Linked DNA regions of Gossypium hirsutum: all the other regions are linked to region 1. A link is a contact called in public Hi-C data. All regions are on one chromosome and are shown on one strand. Each heading gives the region's core, a stretch centred on a gene start, on an enhancer-like site or on the middle of the called end of the contact. The rest is flanking DNA. Distances are from core to core; before and after follow the strand shown.

What was found. A called contact is a pair of places that touch in the nucleus more often than the background predicts.
Region 2: a contact with region 1 is called in a Hi-C map of leaf, with 4 times the contacts expected there. The contact joins two enhancer-like sites. A contact is called at or near these places in 13 of 34 Hi-C or Micro-C datasets (anther, hypocotyl, leaf and 1 more).
Region 3: a contact with region 1 is called in a Hi-C map of leaf, with 2.6 times the contacts expected there. The contact joins the promoter of LOC107897679 here to the enhancer-like site in region 1. A contact is called at or near these places in 2 of 34 Hi-C or Micro-C datasets (both in leaf).

The regions. Positions count from the first base shown.
Region 1 is chrD09:24,511,971-24,515,682 of Gossypium_hirsutum_v2.1, reverse strand. It overlaps LOC107892018 (protein CASP), which reads left to right. Exons shown (of 19, transcript XM_016816980.2): 17 at 450-529; 18 at 1,213-1,305; 19 at 1,393-1,611. The coding sequence ends at 1,453. Among protein-coding and RNA genes, the nearest start is that of LOC107892018, 18 kb to the left of the region's middle. Within about 2 kb of position 2,247, at least 7 of the 9 cell types and tissues checked have an H3K27ac peak or open chromatin away from gene starts, as enhancers often do. A contact at or near this core is called in hypocotyl and leaf, where this site is marked.
Region 2 is chrD09:24,242,325-24,246,294 of Gossypium_hirsutum_v2.1, reverse strand. It overlaps LOC107892097, which reads right to left. Exons shown (of 14, transcript XM_016817088.2): 11 at 3,733-3,802; 12 at 3,422-3,502; 13 at 3,208-3,287; 14 at 2,664-3,082. The coding sequence ends at 3,004. Among protein-coding and RNA genes, the nearest start is that of LOC107892097, 9.4 kb to the right of the region's middle. Within about 2 kb of position 1,669, at least 4 of the 9 cell types and tissues checked have an H3K27ac peak or open chromatin away from gene starts, as enhancers often do. A contact at or near this core is called in hypocotyl and leaf, where this site is marked.
Region 3 is chrD09:24,176,915-24,180,637 of Gossypium_hirsutum_v2.1, reverse strand. LOC107897679 (DNA mismatch repair protein MSH2) reads right to left here and starts at 2,009. Exons shown (of 12, transcript XR_005918577.1): 1 at 1,704-2,009; 2 at 1,518-1,567; 3 at 1,272-1,304; 4 at 1-628.

The DNA.
Region 1 (3,712 bases), core at 998-3,497:
AATCAACTTAATTTTCTTAGTTACATATCTTCAAGCATAAATCAGATTTTGTATTTGTGCCATACATTCCATCATACATGCAATGAATGATCTGATAATTCTGGTTTCTTTTGGAACAATGCTCAAATATTCTTTCTCTTTGCAAGTATCAAGACTGATTCAAAATAAGATGTTGATACACACCCTTGTCCGTTGCTATGAGACATATTTTTATCAGGCTAATATAAATGAAGAAGAATTGTCCTTGTAAAGCTTATTTTAGTTGGGAACAAAGTTGAACAGCCAAGACATGCAAACTCACAGCTTTTTACCGTCCATGCCAACTCATATGAAAATATCAAAATAATCCAGTTAACATTTACATTCATGGAATCTTCGAGTTCAGGTCACATTTCTATTCATGCTGTTTGTTGGATATAATGGAATAATCAATTTCATTTATTACATAGGAGAGGGATCAAAGATACAAGGAGCTGGGCTTCAGAGACAGAATCACACTCAGCAGCGGACGTTTTCTTCTGGGAAACAAGTATGGTTTTGTTTCATCATCTATTGCATATACAGTGTATAGTATGCTTTATTTGGCAGGATCTCTTGTTCCATTTCTTTCATTTTTCTTTTTGAGTGTATGCACATTTGTAAAGGTGGCAATCACGCTGGTAGATTTGGGGTGTCTAGCATTGTGACCAAGGTTGAGTTTAGGTCTCTGTCTTCTTTCCACTTCATTATTTTCTTGAGGATAGTCACTCTTAAGCGGGTGAATATAGGTTTCACGTAGGTTGGGGTATGTCTTATAGTAGGCTCAACTTTTTTTCTCGTTTTACTTTGCAAACAGCAAACCGAATAGTAATTGGATCTGGGGTTTGGATCATTTAACGCAGGATGATTGTGTAAGGTAGTTGACTTCATTCAAATGCTTATTATAGGTCAACTTTGGTCCGAGTGTTGTTCCCTGTCTAAAAATGTGCATTTGTAAATGAGCAGAATTTCTATGTGCATGTACCTTTACATTCTTTTGGGTGTTATATCCCTTCTATATATCAAATAAGAATAGTAGTAGCACATTTTTGTTGGCCCGTAGTTAAATTAATGTGGTCACCATTGTATAAGGGAGTCTGACGCAATTCTCTCCGTGACGTGTGGACGCAATAATACCTGCTTGCTTAGAAAGTTCGTTGATTTGCTAATGAAATACTTGGTTTGTAAGTGCAGGTGTGCTCGAACATTTGCATTTTTCTACACAATTGGTTTGCATATCCTAGTGTTTACTTGTCTATACCGAATGTCCGCTCTAAGCTACCTCAGGTGATAACGTGCCCTAATCATTACTATAACTAAGCCAGATTTCCTTTCAGATTAATCTGACTCTACATGTATTTTTTGTTAATGCAGCCATGGCTCTGAGGAAACTGCCGTCGTTGAGAAAAACTTGAACCTTCCGCGTGGATATTAGTGACATCTACCCTTAGCCATTTCTTCATTTATGGTTTGTTCTTGTGAGAAGAATATGGCATTGAAATTAAATTTACAGACTTAATAAACTGTACATGTAACACAATCATGTTATGTTCAAAATAGCTAATAATATACATCCATGTCTTTCGATCTTAAGTTTGTTCTCAACTTGGGTTTGTTACGCCATCCTAATTCCAGTGCACGTATTTTTCTTTTTAAAAAATTGAGATTATTGTCTTGAAAATGGAGGTGAGGAAATTCGATTTCAAAATATTTCTTTTTGAAGAAAATGCCATCTGATAATAATAAGATATTAAGGGGAAATACAAAGTCTTGAAACTAAGAAGAGATAACGCAAAACAGGAGGTTGAAAAAATAATACTATCGAAGAAATGAGAAGTCTGGGTAATCAAAGTCACAAAGCTTCAGCCAAACATTTCCATTCTTCACTGAGTAGACACCGAATCCAACCATTAGCTAGTTCAAGGTGTGTAAATACACACCATACTTTTTACTTATTTTAATATTTGTTTTATTTTTTGTTCTTATTCGTGAATACTATAAGTGGGTGACCTTCACTGTCCTTTCTTTTCTTTTCTGATGAGATTACTTTGGCTTCTTCACTCTAACTTCTCTTTCTTTTTTTCAATAATTCATATTTTTTTCTTTTTCCTAAACTTTTCTTCTTCATAACTCTACTATTTAAACTTTAAACCCTTCTAGATTGAGGGTGGGTGAGGCAGAGTAGACGGTGCTATCCTGGGGCTGAAGAATCTGATGGTCTGATGGGTGTGGGACTGTGGGGGGTGAGGGTCACGGGTAGATTTAGGACATTAGCTTTTAGTTTTCAAAATTTTAAATTTATTTTTATTTATTTTTTTCTGCTTTGGTCTCATAGTTGAAAAGAACCAGACTTTTTTATTATTGGATCGTTTTTCCAGCTTGACCTAATCCAGGGAGTTCAAAATTTCCAAAAGCCGGTTCGACCGGTTTTTCTGATACTCGGTTCAAAAGGATTTTTGCTGTTGAACGGACTGGTTACTTTTCCAGTTCCCAGTTCGACCGGCCAGTCCAGTTTGGTTTTCAAAATATTAGTATTTAGCCTTTAACAAACATGCAACAAGCGAGTTCAAATTAGCTAACAATCGCCAAGCTTGTTTTGCTAAGAGAGCAACATTAAACTTTTATATTTTCATATTTATGAATTGGTTTGATCCTAATTAGAAGTTATCAATTTTCAAATATGATAGATGTTGTTTCTATATTATTATAATTTTTTTATTTGAGTTGGTGTCATAAGTTAATCGGATATTAATTAAATTTGTAAAGGTTTAAAAGTTATTATTTTAAAAAATAACAAACATCTTTACTATAATTAAATTATTGACTAAATTAGTGTCACAAGCAGGATAGTCAGTACTATACCGGTGGACTAATCACTTTTTGTTTGGGTACTAGTATGTACCCGTATTGATATGTTTTGATGTATCTATTTGGATTTATCGATATTGACATGTTTTAATGTACTGTTTTGGATTTATTGATTTTTTAAATATTTTTTTACATATATACTCATTTTTAGTTTTTTGATAAATTATATATGCATTTAAATACTTTTCACATATATTTATAGTATAATTTTTTAGTTTCTTAATAAATTATATATTATTTTGTTAAAAAAAAATTATGTATTACATATAGATACAAATACATCTCCATTACATTCATATAAATATATTTATATGTAAATATAAGTTTAAAATTATTCATTAAGTTCAATAATTTAATTTAATAGCTTTTAATTTTAAATATAATTATAGAAAACTTAAAGTGGTTAAAATAAAAAATTTTAAAATTTTGCACAAATCAATAGGAGCCGGTATGCACCGATACAAACTGATATTGACTGAAATAGACCGAAACACACTGAAATGGTTGAGACACATTAAAATTTTGACCAAAGCAAAACAAAGACTACTTGGTACTGATTTAAACTAGGGGTGTGCAAAACTCGAATCAAGTCGAAGAAATTCAAAGTTTGAGTTATTCGAATTGAGTTGTTCAAACTTTTAAGGGTTTTTTTTTTAATTTTAGGGTTAGAGTTAGAGTTTTTTGTTAAGAATTAGGGTTTAGGGTTTTAAGAGTGAAATCGTGAAAGTTTATATGTAGATTTGAGGGGCCGCTGATGTGATAACGCGTCTTATAACACATAATTTCATATGTCGTGCTGGGATAGAACCATTACCTCAGAAACCCA
Region 2 (3,970 bases), core at 420-2,919, 270 kb after region 1:
GAAAATATTTTCCATAAATCATTTTCCGTAAAACAAACGCACACTAAATTAATGTTATTTCTATTTTTCATTTTCTTTGAATTTATCTATTTGAGCATTCATGTCCAATACCTATTCAAAAATCAAATGTGGGTAAAGAGATATAATACCCTCCAAACACATGGAAAAACTTAACAGAAACAACAACAAATAAAAAATAAAAAATCAACATACATGCCTATATCTAACACTTACATTCAAATCTAAATAACATAACTTTCAAATCATAAATATCCAAGAAATCAGGGATTTCACCTTTCATCTATCATAGGGATTTCACCTTTCATCTATCATTAGCTTTCTCAAACTCTACTTCTTAAATTTGAATAAAGAGTTTTCAAAATAAATAATTATTCACAAAAACTAAATAAATAAAAAATAATGAAAGCTTGTATCTTTTAACCAAAAAGACACTAAAAAACACTTAATTGCAACGATAAAGGCTACAAAAAGAAAACTGTGATGGGATTTGAAGAAGCCAAAAGACACATTGTTCCCTAATATATAACCAAAGCAACATGAATCTTCAACTACCTATTAGAAGCGAAATATATAGCAAAATCCACGAAATTTTTCTACCTTTTTTCTAGCTTCTGCTAATATGCTTGAAAAAAACATGGTGGATACTAACAATTTGTCATTTAAAATCATCAAGTGAAGAAAAATTTGTGAAATTGCAGGAGACATGATTGTATAAAAGAAGGTAGTGGTGAGAGGATTTAGTCTCACCTTTATGTCAACACGCATGCCAGAAAGAAAGCTACAAGAAAATCACAAGCAATGCTTATTTTCTAAGAGCTATATTACTTAAACATATATGTGAATGCCATATATGTCAGATGGTAATCGTTAGATTTTTTTAAAAAAAGATTCACGTATTTGATGGATTCTTGAAAATTAAATTTTTGTACATGTGTTAAATATGAACCAGATACTTCTACATATAAATATAAATCGGAGCCATTCGGTTTGTGGCACATTCTTCCCAGATTGGTGGAGGCATTGAAAATGTAGTTAGAGGAAAACAATAGGTATGCATGGTCACATAGAACATATACGAATGATGTAGATATAAACCATGTGCTGCCACCTTTTTAGGTTCTTGCTTTATGGGGACAAAATCCCATTACCATGTATGATTTTATTTTATTTTATTTGGGTTCTTGGGCTCATTTATGGTAGTTTTATGGTTTACGAAGTGTACACTTTTTTTTTTTTTTTGAAATATACAAAGTGTACTCGAGGCTGCAAGAAATGTGGAAGAAACGACGTGAAGGGCTTATTTCCTTTGAATTCATCCCTCTTTGCAGCTTTGAATTTGGGGTTCTTTTGTGATTTTGATCGTCTTCTATTTGATTTAATTATGAAAGATTATTTATTAACATATTGAGTTTAAAAGAAAAAGAAAAGAAGTGTGGGTTATTTGTAGCTGTGAAGTAGTAAGGAAGAGGTGATTAGTTGGGCATGGGATTCAAGGTTATTAATTATTAAGGGCAGTGTTTGAAGTGACGTCTGATGAGTTTTAAGGTTTTATTATATCTGCATATTTGCCTTTGGGTAATAATAATGTAGGTTTTGGCTTCATCTCGTATAGATTGGAAATATGCAATAGGTTAGGCAAATGATGTCCTTGTCTCAATTCAGGCAGTAGGGAATATTAGTTTGGCCCATGAGGTCTGCGTTCCCTTCCCTGCCACCAATATTTGTAGATCTTTTTTCTTTTCATGGCATCATGCTTATTTCCGTTTTCAGAGTTTGAACGACACCGGATCTATAAGTCAATACAATTGAACTAAAAATTGACCAAAAGATCAATCTAAAATATAATTTTGAACCAATTAGATCAAAAATCAATATGAATATGAATAGATTGACCACTAGAAAACTGATTGAAACGACAGTTCAATCAAATTCCTTTAATTTTTTTAATCAAACTGATTAAATCATTAAACCAAACAAGATCAACCGATGAACCAATAATTTGATCGGTTTAACCACCAATCTAATTTAAAAAAACATTGTAACATTTTGAAAAACCTCCCATTAGGATTTATGCAAAGCTCTTATCTTTCCGGAGTTGTTTCTTGGGAGTTCATTACACTCATGATTATCTTTCTATTACATGGAAGAAAAAGAAAATGTGATCACTATGGTACATTCAAGACATGGGTCAAAAATAAAATTATGCTTAACTCCTTATAAACCAAATGAAGCTTTAATATAAAACGCCTTCATACAAATGTTACTTTTTAAATAGAAAATTTGTTAATGTCCGGTTTAAATAGATGATGCGGCCGAATCTAAAAAACAGTCGACCAAAGTCCATTTTCAAACATAACCCAGAATCCGACAAGGCATTGGCTTTCAGTAGAAGACGACGGATGTTCAACTCTGCTCATCTCTATTACACTATCCACCAATAAATGCCAAAGCCACTGCTACACCAACAAGCATCACATATTTTTCACATCACCCAATAATTCTTTTTACTTCTCTCCATAAATTTATCTACTAACCAACTTCAGGTCTGGTCTTGGGCACAATTACTACTTCATTCATCCCAACTCAAAAAGTAACAAGTTAAAAAAGTGTTTTGAGAAAAAGCCAATAAAGGAATAAATGAATACACAGAATAAACTGGCAAGTAGTATTAATTCTACAGTTTTACAATTTTTTGTTAAAAAAAAGGGACCGTAACATGTCATTCTGCACTACTGATCCAGTTAACAAGCTAGCAAAACCTTACAACCCCATGTCAGAATCTCATTCCTATCATGAAACTATATTTACATTTCCTGTAATTAGATATAAAATAACGGAGAAAAATCTTTTTGTAATTATAGCATGTATATTCTATATCTTTATACTAGCTCACGTCAATTCAAACTGGCAACACTCTAGTATGAGAACTTTATAAAAACATCTAACCTGTTAGGTTATTTGATATTTGCTCTGCACTTCCATTTAAACATCGTATACAGGTAAGCGTTCTTCGATGGAGACCCGACAGATAGGGCATTTTCTACACTTCTCGCAGCAGGTACTGCAATGCAAAGGAACTGATGAGCTTAACATAGAATAATAAAATAATATCTGATTAAGAGCGAAAAGGATTGAGTTTCATTTGGATACATCTTTAAATGCAATCACATCAAAAGGACCTTATACCTGCAAAGAATACGATGCCTACAAGGGAGCAAAACCACACGTATCTCTCTCTCAAAGCAAACCCTACATAACACTTTTTCCTGGACATTACATAAAAAACACGCATGTCAGCAACAAGAATATATCTTAATCCACCTTCATTAGGCTCGTAATGCAAGGTTTAACAATTAATTATTTGACCCAATAAAGCTGCAGTGGTAAAGTTGAAAATTACATTTTGAAGCCTCTCAAACTCCTGCTGACTATATTTGGTGATTTCTGATTGCTCACCAAGAGCTGCCTGAAGCCTCCAAACCTGAGATAAAAGGTAACCGTATAAATTATATTTACATGCAGAAACAGTCATTAAAAAATCTTGGAATTGCCAGTATATCGCACTGAGACAGTGCCAAACATAAAACCATAGCACCACATTGAAGAGGAGAAAGAAAATGTAAGAAATGTGGTACAAACTAGAAAATAAAAGAAAAGAGATACAGTAACCAAGTCAAAAACAGAAACGAACGTTAGGAGAACCATAATCACCTCCTCAGCTAGATCCTTTTTAGGCATTTTCTTAACTATCTCAGGTGGATAGCCAGAGAAGGTGTTATACCTGCATGGAGCAGTCAAATAAAAAAGTTAGGAAATAAGGTAGCAAGAGTGTTAAGAATAATCCGATGGCCTGACTGCCAAGAGTAAGCTCAAGGAAGTAATCAGAATACACAATCAGTTAAAAATGGAAAAAAATAAACAAATAACATCAATGAAAGTCAGCAATAGA
Region 3 (3,723 bases), core at 760-3,259, 330 kb after region 1:
CCAAGTCTCGAACTGGTTCAATGGAGCCTTTGACTAGCCTACCAAGATCCTGCACCAGATCCCTTGCTTTAAATTCAGTTTTCTTTCTCTCAGTTACCATAACACCACATCTGGTCAAAGCATCACTCAGAGTTCTACATTCACTGGATTTTCCACTCTCCAAGGGCAAAAGGCACTCCTTACAACCAAGAGCAACCAAAGCTGACTCCACATTAGTAAAGTGACTATCATCAAGAAACTCAACCAAACCAAGTATTCTCTTTGTTAAATCAACATAACTAAATCCAACAGTGCAACCATTTTCACGGAAGTTAGGAAGCAGTGCGACAACAACAGGTGTATCCTGCATCTCATTGTTGGCAAAGAGAACATCTTCAAAACTGCTCAGATTCCCAGGACTGGCACTTTTCATCAACCTCCAATTGGAGCCACTACCTTCATAGAGCTCCAGAGTGTGGTCTGTTCTCTCCAGGAGAAGATCACGGGTGATTGTTTCAAACATGTTTTTATTAACACTTACACTTGAAAGGCCATTCGAACCACTACCGAGTTGCCGGAGAGCAGTAGTAGTACGATAATACGTTTTTGCGATAAAGGTTGCATTTTCACCATGAGCAGTATAATAATCCTGTATATTCAGAAAACAATAGTTTGGAAATGTGGTGCTTACAATGAAAAGGAAAATAAAACTAGCATTATAGAACAAAATCAATTTGTACAAGTTTTAGAAACCTAATATATACATATGCATTTATATATATGTGTGTAATATGAGAATGTCTTGATGTCCGCTTGTGTATTTTTACAGGCAGCATTGCACATTTACAAATTCTGACAGAGATGAAGGTTGAAATGGTTGACAAGTAGAAAGGGAAAGGTACATATAAGAAAATGGGTAATTAGGGATAGGACATTGCAAAAATGGCAATATACTTTAGCATGAATAAATGGATTTGAAAAATATTTCCAAAACCGTCTGATCCTTTAAAAAATTTAACCATTTTCCCCTGAACTTCAGATAACACACGTATACGTATATAGCAATCTCCTGAAGAACAGTTATATGCAGACCATATTTCCATTTCCTTTTTTATATATTAAGAAATAAAAATATTTAATTTCAAAGACAACCCAACTGGCATTTCTTAATATAGGTGAAAAATAAGCACCCAGTTCTCAAAGCAAATTATTTAACCAATAATCATAATTGAAGTAAAGACAACATAAAATTTTACAACCCACAGTGGTAAAGACTATAAGCCTGAACTAACCCGGCGATCAAAAAACCGAACAGCCCTTGGATCCTGTAAAGGAAGAGACCATATGATCAGGGAAACGAAATATAGTTCAAATTAAATCATTTTTTTCAAACTATATTAAGTATTGACATGGCATTTTCTCCCCCATTTTACCTGTTCTTGTTCGGTTTCATTATATAAGTAAATAAACATTAAAGGAAAAAAAACCATAACTAGTAATATAAATCCCAATAGATAGAAAAAGAAAAGGGGGCCTACATTCGGTAGAGTTTTGAAAAATGAGAGAAACCCTTGAGCCTGCTTAGCGTCTGTTAACAGTAACCCAAAAAAAAAACCAAAAAAGGAGAAAAGTATTATCAACCATAAATTCCTGGAAAAAAATTATCAAAAGAAAATTAAAAGTATCAAAAGAAGTTTCTAACAGAAAAAGGAGTGAGTGGGTACCTAGTTTGAGCTCTGGAAGCTTGTTTTGTTCATCAAAATTTTCATCCATTTTCGAGACAACTTACCAAAAAGCCCAAAAACAGGGGAAAAAAAAGAGAAAGAAAATTGCTACTTTTCAGCTTCAGAGAACAGAAACCAAAAACCTAATCTGATTCTGTAGAAAAACAAAAACACAAAACCTAAAATAAAGGGCCTTTTTCTGATGGCGGGAAAGGAATTGGCGGGGTTGTGAGAAGGTGTCTCCGAAGTACTCCATATTTCTTGGTTGTGTTGAAGTTGGATCAACCTGACCTAAGCTTGGGCCAAGTCCTGAAAACAGATGATAACTTGGAGACTCAATTTATAACTAGAATTGGGCCTTTCTTTCATTTCATCCACTATGCACAAAGCCACAAATTTGTAAGTATCTCAATTCTACTTCATATTTTCTTTTAGGTTTAATGCTACTTTGTATGTCCGTATCAAAATAATATCATTTGTGCTTGTCAATTTAATTGGTTTTTAAAAAATTTTAAAATTGATAATACATATTAATGATATATATTTATTGTTTTATTTTGAAGTCTCGAAATAGAATATTAAAATATTATAATAAATAAAGATATTAATTGTTAAAATAAATTGAAAAATTTAGATTTGAAATATTATATTAAAATGATTAATAAAAAGTAGATATGTCAATATTTTATTATAAAATTTTGTACTAGAAAATAAATTAATTCATGAAAAAATAATAATTAATAGTATTAAAAATAATTTTATTATGAAACATTAATTTAAAAAAGGAGTCCTATGAATTGTAATATACGTTCAAAAATTAAGTAATGTTTAAATTAATTTAATATAAGTTAATGTTTGATAAATTGAAAAATTAAATGCAGAAAAATAAGTGTTGAAAATTTTAAGTACTGAATTTAAGTTATAAAATTGTTTGATAAACATAAATTTTAAATTAAAAAAAATTCTACATTTTATCCTTAATTTTTAAACATTTCACTTTATTCTAAACAAAAATCAAATTTTAAACGTAAAATTTTTATTGGATAATATAATAATAAAATAAATAAAATAAAATTTAATTGATTGAATATATCCTCCATTAAGTGATAAATAGTTCTTATATACTTATTATTTTCAATGGTCTATCAAACAAGCCCTAATTTAAAAAACAATATATAAAAGAGAAATTTATCCAAATTGAAAATAAGTGCCTTAAACGAGGGAGTGTCCATTTGTTAAAAAACTATAATGTGAACATGTTTGTTTATTTCTATTTTAGATAAACCTTATAATATATAATATTAGTCTTCTTACGTGTGATGCACGAGTTTAGTGTATAAATTAATTATAATCCTAAAAGCGATGTAGATTTATTGAATTTGAATATAGTAATAAGTTAGTTAATCAGTAAATTTAAATAATTTAACATTTGCAAATGATAATATTGATTATATGATGAGAGTCTCAAGGCCCAATTTCGGACCTATGGATGTGATGGGCTTACACTACTTCAATGCCCAACAATAAGGTCAAAGGCTAAGTAAATCAAACCAAGATTTGATCAAAGACAAAATACGATGATGAATCTTTTCGAGAAAACAAGGACTGATACATGTACGGAATGGGTGAAATTTATTGAAATCAATTCAATCAAGCTGTCAATTTTCAAGCTGAAAAGATTAGTCAATTTGCGATGCATTTTTGGATGGTATCTAGGCATTTATGGGCTTAGATGTCTGCATAGAGTTTTAAGATCTATCTCTTAGTTTTGAAACAAACTTTGAATCACTCGATTTCAAGTTCAAGAGCTTAAGTTATGACTGTTTTAGTGAAAACTGCGCGAGCAGAATTTCTGAATGAGATTATGACGGAAATTACTACTTTTGGGCTTTTAATTCGAGTTTAAATCATATTGTGTTCAGTTTTTAGGCTTAATTTTTATTATATATGATCTCAAAATTGTATTTATTAGGTTTTATTATTTTATCATTTATTTATTCCGAATTTTGGATATTGTTTA